2 separate regions of the Oryctolagus cuniculus genome follow, and region 1 is linked to region 2. A link is a contact called in public Hi-C data. All regions are on one chromosome and are shown on one strand. Each heading gives the region's core, a stretch centred on a gene start, on an enhancer-like site or on the middle of the called end of the contact. The rest is flanking DNA. Distances are from core to core; before and after follow the strand shown. Region 1 holds the start of MOB3B (MOB kinase activator 3B). Region 2 overlaps MOB3B (MOB kinase activator 3B).

Region 1 (2,700 bases), core at 140-2,639, 170 kb after region 2:
CGGAACCTCCTTTCCACTCTCTCGAAAGCAGCACCCTTTTCAAACTTGCGCCCTTTGCGGCGCGCCTGGGATAAGATCTGAAAAATGCGCCCTGGGCCACAGGCAGCCGAGGAGGCGGAGAAGGGACCACTTTCCCTCCGCCCTCCTAACCACAGGGCCTCGGCTGGGGCGGCCTCTCTAGGGTCGGGCTCCTCTCTCCCTCGGCCCGGATCCCCAACCCGGGCGGGCCAAGCGGCTGGCGCGGGAGGCACGGGGGACCGGGGAGAGGGGCGACAGAGGGGCTTCTTTCGCTTCCCAAGCCTCGCCAGATGTTGGAAAGGCAAACAATGGGAGAAACGCGGAGAAACAAAAGGCCATTCGCCGCGACCACAGCCGGCTCAGTAGCGCGGTCCCCGCGGGGAGGGCGCTAGGAGGGGCCCGGGAAGGAGGGTGAGGCGGATCCCGAGGGATTTAAGGTCTCTAGTACCTGCCTGGCGCCAGGGTTCGGCCCTTGACCCTCGCGAGAGGGGTCCGAAAGCGGGGAGGAGCAAGCGAAGAAAAGTTGTGAGGTTTTCCCCCTTCCTCCCCGGTACAGGCAAAGGGAGGGGCTGGCACTGCCGAAGCTTGACAGCTGTTGGCCCAAGAGTTCAGCAGGATTTGTAGGTTCTTAACTCACTACCGCCCTCCACGAAGCACCCGCAAGCCCCGGGGCGACCCGGCTGACGGCGCGGAGTTCCCCGACGCGGCCCCAAGCCCAGCCGGACGCTCAAACGTGATCCCCCTGCCCAAGTGCACTTGCCGAAAAGTTGTTCTCGCCACACACAGCCCAGCTCGGCACCCCGCACCCATCTGCGGTTCCGGACCGTGGGAGGCGTTTTCGCTCAGATCTTGTAAAGTCAAGGCCACGGATCCCGCGGTGGGAACTCGACCCTCGCTCCTGCCCGGGTACTGCGCCCAGGGAGCCGGCCGGCAGCCACGGCTGGGGCTCGGTTTTAAAGCGGGCTCTGGCCCCGGAAGCCCCGGGGACTGAGGGCAGGAGAGAAGGGTCCGACACCACCCCCACTCCCCTGTTGCACCCGCCCCAGGTGTACCCCATACCTCTGCCCGCCTGGGCGCGAACGGGAGCGAGGAGCTGCCGGGCTGCGCCGCCTTCCGTCGCCCGGAGCGGTTCTCTCTCACCGCGGGGATTTACCTTCGAGCCAGGGCCCTGTCGGCTCCCTTCACTGGATCAGCTGCAGGCGGCGCGAGAGAAAAGCAGTGAACTCGGGCAGGAGGGGAGACGCTTGCGGATCCACACGAGGGGCTCTGGGGCCAGCGCCCGGGCTCCCGCTGCAGCCGCTGCGACTCCAAAGCAGCCCCAACATGCGCCCAGCGCGCCGCACAGCCCGCCGGGGCTTGACGAGCAGCGTGCGGGACGCCGAGCGGGGACCCCTGGCGGCCGCCTGCGGGACGGCAGCTCTGTGGGTGAGCCTTCAGGATAGTGTTGCCTCGGGCAAGTTACAGGATGTGGGCCTTGTGTGGGGGCTCCCAACTTTGCAGAAAAGACGCTGACCCTTGGGCCAGGGCGGCGAGGAAGATGTTACTTGAGAAAGGAGGCGTTGGATCCACCGCGGCCACTTCCAGACCACCTAGAGAGGAAAGTGTTCCTAGTTCATAGTAGGAGTCATCAAATGCCAGCTCCCTGGTGTCCTGAGAGAAAGAACTGGGTCTTCCTGATCCTTCTGTAGCGTGTCATGCATATTGCCTGAGGAGTAACAAACGACTAAGAATTGCGTTTTAAGGGTCTGTGTTGGAGCTACTTGGAATCTGCATCATGTATCTGAGTGCCTGTGTTTGGGTCCTGGTTCCATTTCAGCCTCCTGTAATGTGCACCCTCGGCAGCAGCAGGTGATGGTTCCCCCGCACTCAGGTGAGAGACCCTGATCAATTAGCTCCTGGCTCATGTGGCCCAGCCCTGGCTGTTACAGGCATTGGGGGTGGGGGTGGGGGTGAACCAACACATGAAAACTCTCTCTGCCTTTGAAATAAATAATTAATAAATACTTTTTTAAATTGCCTTTTACAATTTTTAGGCACACTTTCAAGAGACATGGAAATACATTAAGTAGAATTTAGGATATATGGAAAAAACATGGCTCCCAAAAGAAGCTTCCACAACTACTAAATGAGACTCCAAAAGCCCACATATCTTTTGTGATGGCTGGTCATCTCTGATATTGCAAGCATTTTATTAAATACCATTCGCCATTGGTTTCCACCAGGATCGTATGACTCTATTTAATTCTGCATTATTTGGGCAGGGAAATATATTAATGACTATGAATTTAGAACTCTGCCAGATACAAAGATGCAGCCACCAAGCAATATTCCTGTGCATCCCTGAGAAGTGCAACCTCATTTCCAGACAGCCCTAATCTTCAGATGCTCAAACCCCAGTCACTGCACTCAAAGCTGCTTTTGTTCTTTGGTGCGCATGACAATCAGAGAGCCCTTCATTATCTAGCACAATTAGGATGGAAATGGCCCTTAATTATTCCAGTTTACCTTTATTAGTCCTGCTGTCTCCCTCTCTGGCCGCTAATTGGGAGGAGGCAGTTGCCTGCCCTGGGATTCTCATTACACGGATCTTTCTTTCCTGTTAAGAGAGGAAGAAGAAGGTTTCTTGTCTCAGAAACGAAAGCGAAACATTGAGATCCAACTTTTGCTCTCAGATTCATGCTC
Region 2 (2,724 bases), core at 80-2,579:
GTGTTTCACTTCCTACCCAGCCTCCTGTCTTCCTTACACCATGCACCAGCGGTGGGTGTGTGGGTGGGAACAGGACAGAGCCAAGAGGAAAACTGCAAATTCCAGAGACACATTACAAAGATAGGCAGCGTGGCCCAAGGAGTGTCCCATGGATCATGATCGCTTGAAGACAGCAAGGAGCGATAACAAACGAGAAAAATGTCCTTCAGCTAAATGCAGGTACACTGGGCGGGCTGCAGAGTCAAACTGGTTTCTTTCTCGGAGGACTTCTCAGGGCCTTGACGCTGCTCTTGGACGTGTTGAGTCCTCAAACATGGAGCTGATGCCTTCTCTTGTAATCTCAATTGGCAAGGGAAAGAAGTCTCTTTTCACTGCGCGTCACCACTCGGGGCAGCATTTTGAGGAGCATTCTTGGCAAACCGCACTCGTTAGCTTTTTTTTCCTCCTTTGCTGTAATTTCCCACTCCACTGAGCTAAGTCCCAGTCCTAGAAGAGCTCAGAAGTGCTTGAAATAGCCACTACTCCACCTTGAGGGCAACTGCCACCACCAAGCCACTGCCCGGCAACCAGCAGGAGTGACACCATCTGGGAGCAAAATGAACACTCTGGAGTCCAAGCCTCTCAGATGAACAGAATCAGAATTCCCATTTTAGCAAGCTCCCCAGGCGACTGGTATGTGCATTAAAGTTTGAGGTGGAGACTGAAGGAGCTTAGTACTAGGCACTCCGCTCATCATTCTGCTCAGTACAGCTGGAGTGAGGCACATCTTACAATTCCACCTCCAGGAGATTCTGAAGTGTGTGTGCGCGTACAACAGTTGGTTTCACAGCAACAGTCCTACAAGGTAGGTGATGGTATAGTAAGAAAATAAGAGCCCTGGAGAGAGAATGGGAAGGTCCTGAACCAAGGTCACCCAGGGGTCAGCAGGTGCATTAGGGTGAACAAGCACCCTCCTGTCTGCCCTGCCTACCTCACCAGTTTCCTCCCCCTGCCCTAATCAGCACTTCATTCATAGCTACTGCATTGTCAACAGCTCTCTCTCTGAATCTGCTTTTGTTTTTTAGTGAAAGGACAACAAAACACTGCTGGCTCTTTGTGCTTGCTAATGATAATTCTGATTAGCTCAATTCTGTCAGCTGATTCCCAGACAGCCGAGGGCCGACAGCAGCCTGTGTGTTCAATCGGAGCTTGGCCCATTTTCTAATTACCAGGATCATTTGGGCTCCTTTCCTCCAACTGTAAACTTGCTTGGTTCAAGTCATCTTCAGCTGTTGCATTTACATGAGAAATGGATGAGCTGTCACGTCTGTCTGTGGCTGTCAGGGTGCCAGCCTCCCCCTCCCTACTGGAGACCAAGTGAAATGCTTTAGGTTTCTTTGGGTTCCCAGGCTGTGGGCTACAGCAGGTCCCAGTGGGAGCCACATGGCAAGGCCTGATGGACATATGGCCTTCACAGGGCTGGTCACAGTGACCTCTTCTCAACTTGTGAATTCCTAACTGCCTTCCCACTTAGAGTCCTGATACAAGGACCAATCATCCAGTTTGCTCTGGACCAAGGGTTTTCTCAGCTCACAGGACTCTCAGTGCCAAAGTTTGGAGGGCTGGCCACTCTACACTCAGTGCACCAGGACACAAAGTCTGAGACAATTCCACATTTCCTAAGCAATCCATTTGAAATCTGGAACAAAGAATAACTCAAGAGTTGAAGCCCCATCTTTAGTAGGCCTAATGCATATGGTGCATCTTTCACTGCTCTCTTTTAACCTCTACTGCTGATTAGAGAGGCTGAAGCATGATTTATAAGGAAAGAGACATGTAGAGGTTGGCAGGCATGCTCTGAGATGAAGGTGGGACCAGTGAAGGAATGGCTGGTGTTTTATCCCTTTGAATGAGGTTCATCACCCTTACAATAGTCTTCCTAATTAAAAAACATATTAATCATTTGTTATCCACTAGACACTATGGGCACTGCAGGCACATGTGCTTACAATCCCAGCCACTAAGGAGCTGACAATTATGTGGGAGCGACTGATATTAATACAAGTAGCTACATCTGCAAAAAGCTATCTAGGATGCCACTAAGATAGCAAAAGGCTATTGGGAGCCAGGGAAGAGAGAATTAGGGTACTTCTGTTTAAATATATGACAGTCACTTTGTTCATCTTCTCATTTAACAGCTAACATTTCTTGGGCCATTACCATGTGACTAACATTTAATTTTCTCCATTATTACACCCATTCTGTGCATGAGGAAAAAGAGTATCCCTCCTACCCATGAATAGGATACTTAGCAGCATCACACAAAAGCAAGCAGGTGGGCCCTGGGAACACAGGAGTGAGGCTGTGCACTATAGGTGCACAGCAGACAGATAAATGAGGTGGGGTCTCTGAGCTCCACACTGTTGAACAGAAGGAATGTCCCACTGGAAGTGTGGGAACTCTGGGAATGCTGATGTTCTAAAGGAAACTGGCTGGACAAACGCTGCCCTCTGGCCCTTGCTGCATTAGATCCTAAAGCATGTGTAACTAGAATGTGAAGCCAAATGCCTGACTTCTGCATCATCCTTCAAGGGCTGAAAATGGGTCACATTCATTATATTTTTTTAGATTGCACTGTAAAATTTTTGAGAGTTTTTTTTTAAATGAGTATAAAACATCTGAACAAGCTGTGGATATATATGGCACTTGGCATATGTAGATCAAAAATGTGTTCCTTTGATATGC

The links. Hi-C and Micro-C count contacts between places; a contact is called where the count stands out from the background.
Region 1: a Hi-C map of skin fibroblasts shows a contact between it and region 2, with 2.6 times the contacts expected there. The contact joins the promoter of MOB3B here to the enhancer-like site in region 2. A contact is called at or near these places in 6 of 6 Hi-C or Micro-C datasets (ear pinna, embryonic fibroblasts, liver and 3 more).

What each region holds. Positions count from the first base shown.
Region 1 is chr1:190,811,707-190,814,406 of mOryCun1.1, forward strand. MOB3B (MOB kinase activator 3B) reads right to left here and starts at 1,390. Exons shown (of 4, transcript XM_008250610.4): 1 at 1,078-1,390.
Region 2 is chr1:190,644,957-190,647,680 of mOryCun1.1, forward strand. All of the region lies in intron 3 of MOB3B (MOB kinase activator 3B), which reads right to left. Among named protein-coding and RNA genes, the nearest start is that of EQTN, 55 kb to the left of the region's middle. Within about 2 kb of position 1,330, at least 1 of the 8 cell types and tissues checked has an H3K27ac peak or open chromatin away from gene starts, as enhancers often do.